Linked DNA regions of Mus musculus: region 2 is linked to region 1. Evidence: chromatin contacts called from public Hi-C data. All regions are on one chromosome and are shown on one strand. Each heading gives the region's core, a stretch centred on a gene start, on an enhancer-like site or on the middle of the called end of the contact. The rest is flanking DNA. Distances are from core to core; before and after follow the strand shown.

Region 1 (4,751 bases), core at 1,886-4,385:
GTGACACACCCATTCCAACCAGGTCACACCTATTCCAAGAAGGCCACACCTCCAGATGGTGCCACTCCCTGGTCCAAGGATATACAAACCATCACACTCTCCTTTTTGTTTCCGGGCACATCAGGTTAGCTATTGTGTTACACTAGCTTCTGAGGACTTACCTGTCTCTGCCTCCCAGTGCACTACAGGAGTGCTGAGATCACAGGTGCATGTCATCACTTCCCGCTTCTTGTCCTCTCACTTGTAAAAGTCCTTCACCCAGTGAGCCATCTACTCAGCTGCCTCCCAGGTGACTCTCTAGCTCTCAAGCTAACAATGGGGGTTATCATCACACACTAGCAAATTAACTGAACCCAGGAAGAGAGTCTCGGAACTCGACTTCTGAGTTGTAGTCAAGTTGAACAAATATTGTGCATAACCTTTGACTTGGGATTAGAGTCTGAACTGGGCAGGGCTAAGCCCTTACCCACTGGGATCTGACCTTGTCTTCAGGCAGATGGCATAGGTGTTGAGTTAAATTATAGGATGTTGTATTAGGGTTCTCTAAAGGAACAGACCTGATGCCAAAAGGGAATTTATTAGACTCACTTATAGAGTATATATGTGTTATGTATATGTATTTAATTTATAGTAGTCCAATATCTGTCTCTCACAATGGGGAGCCAAGGCTCCAGTAGTTGTTCAACCTGAGACTGGCTGACTATGCAATCCCCTCTGGTGCTGGAGTATGGGAGGACTCCTACAGAGTTGCTGGGGTTTAGTTTATATTGGAATCCCCCAGCAACAGTGCAGACAAACTTGCCGGTGAAAGTGAAGGCAAGCAGGCAAAAGGCAGTTCCCTTTTTCCATGCCTTTGTGTGGGCAGCCACTGGGAGGCATGGTCTAGATTTACTGTGGGTCTTCTCATCTTAAATAATTGGATTAAGGAAATCCCTCACAGGCATGGCCAACAGTTTGGATTTTAGCTGATTCCAGATGTAGTCAGGTCCACAACCAAGATTAGCCATCACAGATGCCCAACGATCATCATGGAATTACTTTTCGTGTGTGTGGGTGGGGGAAGCTAGTTCCCACACATCTGGAGGCTGGAGGAAATGGTTCAGTGGTTAAGAGACCTTAGCCTGAGCTGCTCTTCCAGAGGATCCAAGCTTGGATCCCAGAACCCAAATCAGATAGCTCACCACTGCCTGTAGATCCAGTTTTAGGACACCTTCTTCTGATTTTCACAGGCACCTGCACACATCTGGCGTACATTCTGTCTGTCTGTCTGTCTGTCTGTTTGTCTCTGTCTGTCTCTCTCTTTTACACACACACACACACACACACACACACACACACGTTTTAAAAAATCAAAAAAACCCTCTGGGTCTGAAGAGCTGGCTCAGTGGTTAAGAGCATGCTGCTCTTTTGGGCAGCACTAGAATCTGATTCTCAATGCTCACATCAGGCTGCTCACAGCCACTTGTATCCTCAGCCCCAGAGAGAACTGTCACCTCTGGCCTCTGTGGGCACTGCACTCATATACAAATACCCTCACACAGAATACAGTTTTTAGAAATTCCCATACATCTGGCCACAGAAACGTTCTGAGTGTTGAGAGGAGGTAGGAAAAGCCTATTAATTTGGTTATTTATTTTCTCTGCACCAAATATGGACAGAAAAATGGCTGCACTTCCCAACTGTCCTTGTGAGTACTGGTGGTGTCATGTTTAATCTTTGTACAAGGAACTATGAGTGACAGTCCTGGGAAGGCTCTTGAAGGAGTGTCTCCTTTGTTTTCTCCTTTCTCCTGACAATGTGGAACAGGGGCACAGAGCCGGTGCTCCTGCAGCTGCCTTTGATGACTAATTTAGAGGGGAACCAAGCCTTAAGGATGGCAGAGCCTGGAGCCACCAGAATGCTGCCACAGCAGTCCCTTAGATGCCTGCCTCTGGACATGTCAACCATCTTGGCTTCAGGTGCCAAGGGTTTAATGTGACATGTTGTAGAACATATAACGTCACATGCTTCAGAGCATGTTTGTCCCAGTGACAGGGCTGCAAAGGCCAGCATAGCCAATGCTAAGCAGCATTGAACCCAGTAACAGGTTAGCCCATTTTCTAATTGTATCCTCCCCAGGGAATTGAAACCTGAAGCCACAAAGCTGGGCTGTGACTGACGCTTCATGTTTACTGGGTTATTCACAACTGGGGTTTTTATATTCTGTCTCAAGTGAAGGCCCTTTGCCCAAACTCTTTGTCTCCTGTTCCTAGGCTGACGATGCTCACAGTGTAGTGGCCACTGTTAAGTAGCCTGAAGAAAGCATTCAGTGTTCCAGCACGCTGCCATCACTACTGCATTGCACACCTCAGGCTATGGAACCAGAATCTCTCTCACTGGCCTGCACAACTCTGTATTTCTAGAGAATAAAGAGCTTCATGAATAGCTTCTGAAAACTGCTTATCCTTTCTAGTTGCTCAACCGACAAAGAACTTTGCAGAATACTTCCTTAAATTTGGAACCAATCAGAGAGTAGTCAGATATTCTCTAAGGATGCTCTCCTCAGCTCTCTGCACCTTCCCATACCTGGGCACCTGCAGTCTGCTCTGTGACCCAGCTGCCCATCCTCTTTTTCTGCCTTTCAGAATTCTCCAGAACAGATGGGATGGTGGGTGGCCCCCTTGCTCGAACGAACCCTGGTGAGTAGCTCACTCTCGTGCGGCTGGAGATAGATTTGAGTCTACCGTCTGTCTCTCCCCACTCATGGCCAGCTGTGAGCAAGCCTGCAGCCAGGAGGGACCTTTCTGCTTTGGTAAACTCATCTCCATTTATTGTAGGCCTGCTGGGTAAATGCATTCATTACATTTACCCAGCACTTTGCCCACCATCATCTGATTTGTCCCTCTCCACAATTCCTCCTCTCCTGCTGTGCAAATGAGTAGATGGTTGGAGATGGGAGTGGCCAATTTACTGCCCTACCAGTAAGGGCTGCACAGGAGGGGCTGTGCCAGCTTTTACCCTGCCCCAATCCCTTCTGATGTAGAACAGACAAACAAACCGCATTAGCTCAACTCTGCCACCTGACTATGTTTGCTTAGGGTTCACAGCTCCAGATAACAGCATATGGTTTCTTCTATACAGAGTTGGTTTCCCTCCAGGTATCTCAGCTCTCTGTCTTCCTCCCCCATGCAGCAGAGGCTTGGATTTCAGAGCCCCAGTCTGAAGAGAGAATATCTTGTGTATTGTATGGATGCATCACCTGTCAATTAAAAAGCCTATGGCTTATGGATTAGTAGGGAATAGAGGTGAGACATCTGGGAGGCAGAGAGGATTCTGAGAGAGAGTCAGGTGGGAAGATCCACCGGGAAAATGTGCCCAGACAGATGGACACATGGTAGCTGAGCACAAGTAGCCAGCCACATGGCAGAATGTAGGCAAGAATAAATGGGATATTTTACTTTGCATCTAGTCAGAGAAGAACCTAGCTCTATAGCCAAGGTATTTGTAAATATATTTTTGAGTCTGAGTCTTATTTCTGGGAGCATGGGGCTGGGAGGAAGAACAAGGGCCCAACTTCAACAACTGTCTATTTCAGGCTGTGCCTGGTGAAAGCAAGCCCTGTGCTGCTGATGCAGTCGGGAACCTGCAAAAGCAAATCAGGATGTTGTTATTCTTCACGGTTGCAGGGGGGGGGGGCCCGCAATGCCTGAGGCCCATCCTGCTGCTGCCCAGACCCTCTGTAGAGACCGAATGAGGCTCTACCAAACACGAATGGTATGAAATGTGAGTGAATGGCATGAAATGTGAGTGCAGGCCTTTTTAGAAAAGCTGAGTCAAAGAAATGTCTGGTGCAAGCCACACCTTTCCCCATGTCAATGTTAGGAATTTCAGAAGTTCTCACTGTCCTGTAAGAGTCTGAGAACAGGCACACCCAACCTTAGGTTCCTGAGTCATTGCATAAGACAGAAACAGGAGCCCATGGTCACTGGGGATTCTGGCCTCTCATGTACCTCAGCCTCGGGAGGCAGTGAGTGAGCTAGGCAGGAGAAATAGAGGAAGACCTTCGACTGGAAAAGCCAATACTTCTCTTATGGCTGGGACACTTTAGAGCTGGGGGATTTTGCATAGAAAAGGACCCCAACTATTCAATAAACATGGAAGGTCCTGGAACCTTCTTCCAGGAAGGGAATCTGGTGGCCTGAGCCAAGCATGTTACACAATACTTAAAACTCTTGGGGGTTTTTTTTTGGTGAAATGATTTTTTTTTTGGTGGAGGGGGAAAAAAACAAGCTAAGGGTTTGCTGTGGTCACACTAGTAGCTCTGAGGCTTTCATGAGGGAAAGTCCCCTGGCCTTCTGATGGGAAGACAGTAAAATGGGGAGTCTGAGAAACTAGTGTTTAGGGAAAGGACAGATACCTGGTAAACTTTCCAGGTGGGATTCAGAGGAGACCACTGTACTTAGTGAACTATTTGGTTTAATAAGGTGCCTTGGTTTAGGGTTTCCCAGATGTTGGGTCTCAATAAGAACTGGGGTGCTGGGAGCTTATTTGACAGGACACTGATTTGGGATTGGAGGAAGGAGGAACAGTGGTGGGTGGAGGAGATAAGGTCCCTGACTGAGTAGCAGTGACTCATGCCATGGGGGTCTTCCAGAAGAATAGAAGTTCCCCTGCTATCATCCAGTGGAGGACAGGAGGTAGGAGTGTTGAACCCCTGCTTTTTGCCTGCTGGGCAAAGGCTGCCCCAGGGGTGTTAACACTTTGCCCTCTGA
Region 2 (5,065 bases), core at 1,459-3,958, 180 kb before region 1:
GCCGGGCTGTCAAGCTGGAGAGGTTCTAGTCTGACTCCCTCTTTAGCAGACCAGGAACAGGCCCGAGAGGGAGATCCTTGCTCTAGGTCCCCCAACTGCTGCAGAGGCTCCTGACCCTCATCCCTGATCTCGGCTTCATTCTGTCTAGTGATAGACAAACTCCCTGTTTTAGGTTCCGAGTTCTCTGCAAGTGGCAAAACTCTCTTAAGACCCGAGAACGATATGGAGGGCAGGCCAGAGCGTGGGCCCTCTGGGGAGGGAAGTAGGGGTAGCTGAAGGACCCCTTGATCTGAGTGTGAGGGAACAGGACAGGGCACAGGCCCCTCCCTCCCTTGATCGAATCATTCGTCCAAAAGGGACCCCAGAAATGTCTTCAGACTAGAAAGGGACAGGGTCTGGAGGCTCCTGTGATAGGCTGTGAAAGGGGAACTTAAAAACACGGGGACTCTAGGAGCTCATGAGTAGACGGAAACCTGTTTCCCATCTGTAAAGAAGCAGAGCAGGTGAAGTGGAGTTTGGGGAAGCGGCGCGTGCTCACGGGCAGCTGAGGGTTGGGTGTTGTGGGCCTGGCACGTGGCACAGGGGCAGTAGAAGGGTTGAACAGAGAGATATTGTGTTTTTCTGGGAGCAGTGGGCATATTCTCGAGTGGAGCAGTGGGCATATTCTCGAGTGGAGAGCGGGGGAGGGGGGTGATGGAGTTAGGCCTAACTCACTCCCTCTCTCTTGGGAACCAGCTGGGAGAGTCGACAGGAATCTTCTGTAGCTTGCGCCTTCTTTGGATGCTCCTCCTGTCCGGTTGGTTTGACAGAGTGGGGACTAAATGGATCCTAACACTAAGACTTGGTACTGTCAGCCATGGTCAGCCTGGACCACGCTCCTTGTGGGGAGAGTTGCCTCCAGGTCTAGATAGATGGTCAGGAGCCCCTTGCACAGGTGTGAGCCACACAGGCTACTCAGAGCAGCTAAGGTGACTCTGGATCCCAGGCTTGGAGTCCTGTTTCCATGGAAACCAGCTCTTGCTGATGCCCCTCTCTTCCCAGGCTTCCCTGGGGCTGCTGGGTTCAGGCTCCAGGTGCCAAGTAACCGAGGATTCCTCCCAAACTCAGTTTCCAGAGCATTGCAGGGCTGGTTGGGAGAAGAGTGCAATTTTCTAAGCAGAATTTTCCAGATTAGGTAAGATGGGGGGCGGGGCCCGGGCACTTTCGATGTGACTATAGAATAGAGACCTAGTATCACGCTGAGGCTGGTTGGTAAAACTGAGGATTTGGGTCAGGTGTAGCTTCCCAGGCCCTTGCTGAAGGGAAGTGTAGGCCAAATGTCACCGTGCAGACCACATTCCCGTTCCCGCACTTCTGTTTCAATCAGAGTGAAGGGCAGGATCCCCACATTAGTAAGCAGCTGGCCTCCCTTAAATAGCTATGGTCCAGGCGGGTGTGATTTGCCACAGTCTACAGAAAGAGCCCTGAATTGGGAGGCCTAGGACTCATCAGTCTCCAAGCAGGGCAGGCAGCCGCAGCTTGGACCCCAACTGCAGCCCCTCTCCTCAAGGCTGCTTCTCTGCCCTGAGTCACTAAGAGTAGTAACAAGACTCCAGGTACAGACTCCCACGGGGGCCATGCTTTCCTTTCTGGTCCCATGTCAACCTCACTACTCAGCAGAACTGACCTCTGGGGATGGGGAGGGAGGGAGGGAAGGGAGGGAGGGAGAGAGAGAGAGAGAGAGAGAGAGAGAGAGAGAGAGAGAGAGACCCACCACCACCACCACCACCATAGTTTCTTTCCATGTTTAGAGTAAATTGTAGACATGACCTAAGGAGCCAAGCATCCAGGTGGGCAGGTACCTGGAACCCTGGGGTTTCACACGCATCATGCAGCCCTCCCTCACCTGGGAACCCTAGAAGCCAAGATCATGGACTCCTGACTCTAAGATTAATGTTAATTGGAAGTGACACCTTTTTCTAGCTACCAATAAATCCTGGTTCGCGCAGGCAGGGAACCCATAAGGCCAAATCTTGGACAGTTCTGGACAGGGCCAACCGGTTGGCCAACCCTCTTACACTCGCTTGAGGTGGAGGTTTGAGGAAGGAAGGCACTGCCTAGCCGCCTCTGTCTGTGCCTGTGTACTAAGAAAAGCAGCATAAGCTTTCAAGAATAGTGACTCTGGAGGAGAGGGAGGGTGGCTGGTCCCTACTTGTTCTCCATCGGCTGTGACTACTACAGCTTACAGATCACTGCGATCCAGCCCCTGAGGTAGCCAGGGCTGCTGAGACTGAATGGTGGGCAGCAGTGGGAAGGGGAGTTTTCAAAAGGAGCAGAATTTCACACTGAATCTTAATCCGCTTCACACAGAGACTCATAAAATCCCGATATAGCCCCAGACTGTCATGTTTATAGACAGCATCAGCCAGCATGGCAGAGGCAGTGGCTTGGAGGGAGACCAGAACTTGCAGAATAAATGCATCAGGGTGAGATGTGCATTAAAATAATAGAGCAGCTTCCCCCAGCTGGGAGAGGCGGAGCAGTGGATGCTCTCACCTGGCTCCTATAAGCCAACCTGCATGTGGGCTGAGTTGCAGGGAAGGCAGCGGCAACACTGCTTTACCCTATGTCAGCCCCAGCCCTGAACTGGACATGTCTGGAAGGCATAAAGCTGATGTGTCTATGATAGTGAGCAGTGTAGGTGTTAGCTGCCAATCAATGGATGCAAGTGGGTGGATTCAGAAATGCCTGGAAGTGGTTGAGAAACAAGTGGGGTTGAGCGCGTTATGGAAGCTCAGGGGACAGGGAGGTTCCTGAGAATGTTCTGGGGGGCACTCTGACACGGTGGGGGAGCTCTAAAGCATAGGGGCATTCTGGGCATGTGCAAAAGCTGTACATGTGGGGTGGGGGAGAGTCATGGAAGGCAGGGGAAGAAACAAGAAAGAGAGGTGAGGGGTCATCAGAGGGAAGAAATACAGGTTAATGTTTCAGGCATGCAGTCAGAGGAGAGGAATACGCCCATACACCCAGAATCCTCCGGAGTCCCCGGGAGCACACCCAGGTCTTTGACATCCTTCACAGAAAATAACTTTAGGAGGAGTCCAAGTTGAGCAGAGTGAGTTTATTGATCAAGCAGGAAGACAAGATACACTTAAAGAAGTCAAGTGCCCGGGTTAGGGGAGGCACACATGCAAGCACCCCAGCAGTCCCTGTACACATGATCTGGGGGCTTTGAAACTCCTTGGTCTGCCTCCGAGCTTAGCTATTAGGGAAAGGATGCGTTGTACATTTCTTTTATTCTCCTAAGCAGGATTTTGTCCTTGAGGAGGAATGACTTTGGGGGACACTGTGAAGATGTAGGGTGAAGCAGGAGAGCTAGCAAACCCCTCCCCCCAAAAAACCATGGTCAGGGGTATCTGTAGTTATACATAAGTCACAAGGAGGGTGGACCTAAGGATGGCCTGTAGGCTGTTCTTAACGGTGTCCTTTATAGTAGTTCTTGGAAAGAGAATGCAGTGCCTTTGCAGGCTGTCTGGTCAGTTACCACAAAAACTAGATGTCAGCCAGCTGAGGATGGAAATCAAGTCAGAAGAATGAGGGAGGCCCTTCACCCTTTCACATTCCCTCTATTTCCTAACTACCTCAAGCCGGACATCCCCTGGTCTTGGTTGGGGTGACGAGAAGAATAGCCGAGCCCATGCCACAGCTTTGTCACCAAGAGAAATGACTCTTGTAGTCTAGATACTACATAGAAGAATGAGCTTGGGTATCAGAGCAAAAAAAAAAAAAAAAAAAAAACAGCACTGCTGGCATCAAAGGCTGGGGTGAGATGGGGGTTCACTGTCCAAGCAGCAGGCATTGGGCCTGCAAATCTCATCCCTCTTCTTGTGCCCCTCCAACATGTAGGGCATTGACTTGCTTGTAAGTTAACATAATGGTATCTCAGAAAAATTTTTTCTCATTATGCACTTTAGAGAAGTAATTTCTAAACATTGGTCTGTGTGGAAAACATGAGGAATGAGTCAAGCATTCCCTGGTCTGAGGTTAAATGTGGAACATAAAGGAAATGTAATGAGTTTTTCATAAGCTAAGTTTATTCAACTTAGAGGAATATGCTTTCTACTGAGATGACGCTAAGATGGTATTTTTACGGCTCTGCTGGCTTTGGCTAATGCAATCTGGGTCCCCAAAGTAACTTAAACTTAGAATCTCTGCTTTCTGAGATCCAAAAGGCCAAGGAGACCACTGTTTACATCACCGCTGAGTTCTCCGACTGGAATATATGCTGTTAACACGGGGAATGTTGTTGGTAATAGTGGAGACTCAACCTGAGCAGTTTTGCCCTTGGGAAGACAGGAAAGGCTCGACAGCAAGAAACCAAGACTCAACTGGACCCCTTCCTTGGAAGACAAAAAGATCAGGAGAGCTCATAGCCTTCCCTTCTGCGTCCTTGACTTCGGTGGCGGGCAGCAGGTTTGATGATGCTGTGAGGTGGAAAGCTGTACAGTCCATGTGAAGGCTTTGGGGCACAGAGACAGTCCTTCCTCCTAAATATAACGGAGATCAGAAAATAGCCCACGACACTGATGGCAGACCCCTCTGCCACTCTGCAGTCACCTCTCTCTGACTGTTCTCCAGCCACGCTCTTCTCCTTGGGTCAACAAGTACAAAGGCCAACTCAGAGCTTGGGCCTGCAGGCAGGAAAGGTACTATTCTCTGGATCTTCCATTGTTCTTTGGAGAGATCCTTGGAACCAATGACAGGTTAGCAAGAGAGAAGCAAGCAGGAGTTTAAAAACATGTGTATCTGATTCACAAATGGGAAATGCCCGGAGAGAGTTGCAAGTCTCAAAGAGGCAGCTAAGAGTTCTGACGTAGATGCTATTGTCCCTTGAAAAAAGTTAGAAGGGTCTGGGGCAGGAACCCGGAAAGGATACCATAGACAAGCCTGCTGAGACGTAGGCCTCCTTTCTCCCAAGCACAGGGTTTTCTGGAGGGAATTTCTCTAACCGGAGAGCGAATTCTACACTGTTTTCAGGAAGTCTTAAAATAATCAACTCAAAAGAATCCTTTTGCCAAAGAGGCAT

Evidence for each region. Hi-C and Micro-C count contacts between places; a contact is called where the count stands out from the background.
Region 2: a Hi-C map of cerebral cortex shows a contact between it and region 1, with 4 times the contacts expected there. The contact joins two enhancer-like sites. A contact is called at or near these places in 1 of 15 datasets of contacts at CTCF or cohesin (stem cell-derived epiblast-like cells), 7 of 484 Hi-C or Micro-C datasets (cerebellum, cerebral cortex, embryonic stem cells and 4 more), 2 of 115 datasets of contacts at active chromatin or transcription factors (astrocytes and fibro-adipogenic progenitors) and 2 of 9 other capture datasets (embryonic stem cells and pancreatic islet).

What each region holds. Positions count from the first base shown.
Region 1 is chr7:132,030,360-132,035,110 of GRCm38.p6, reverse strand. It overlaps a transcript of Cpxm2 not described here. Among named protein-coding and RNA genes, the nearest start is that of Gpr26, 66 kb to the right of the region's middle. Within about 2 kb of position 3,135, at least 18 of the 459 cell types and tissues checked have an H3K27ac peak or open chromatin away from gene starts, as enhancers often do. A contact at or near this core is called in cerebral cortex, where this site is marked.
Region 2 is chr7:132,206,759-132,211,823 of GRCm38.p6, reverse strand. No RefSeq gene overlaps it. Among named protein-coding and RNA genes, the nearest start is that of Cpxm2, 55 kb to the right of the region's middle. Within about 2 kb of position 2,708, at least 11 of the 459 cell types and tissues checked have an H3K27ac peak or open chromatin away from gene starts, as enhancers often do. A contact at or near this core is called in cerebral cortex, where this site is marked.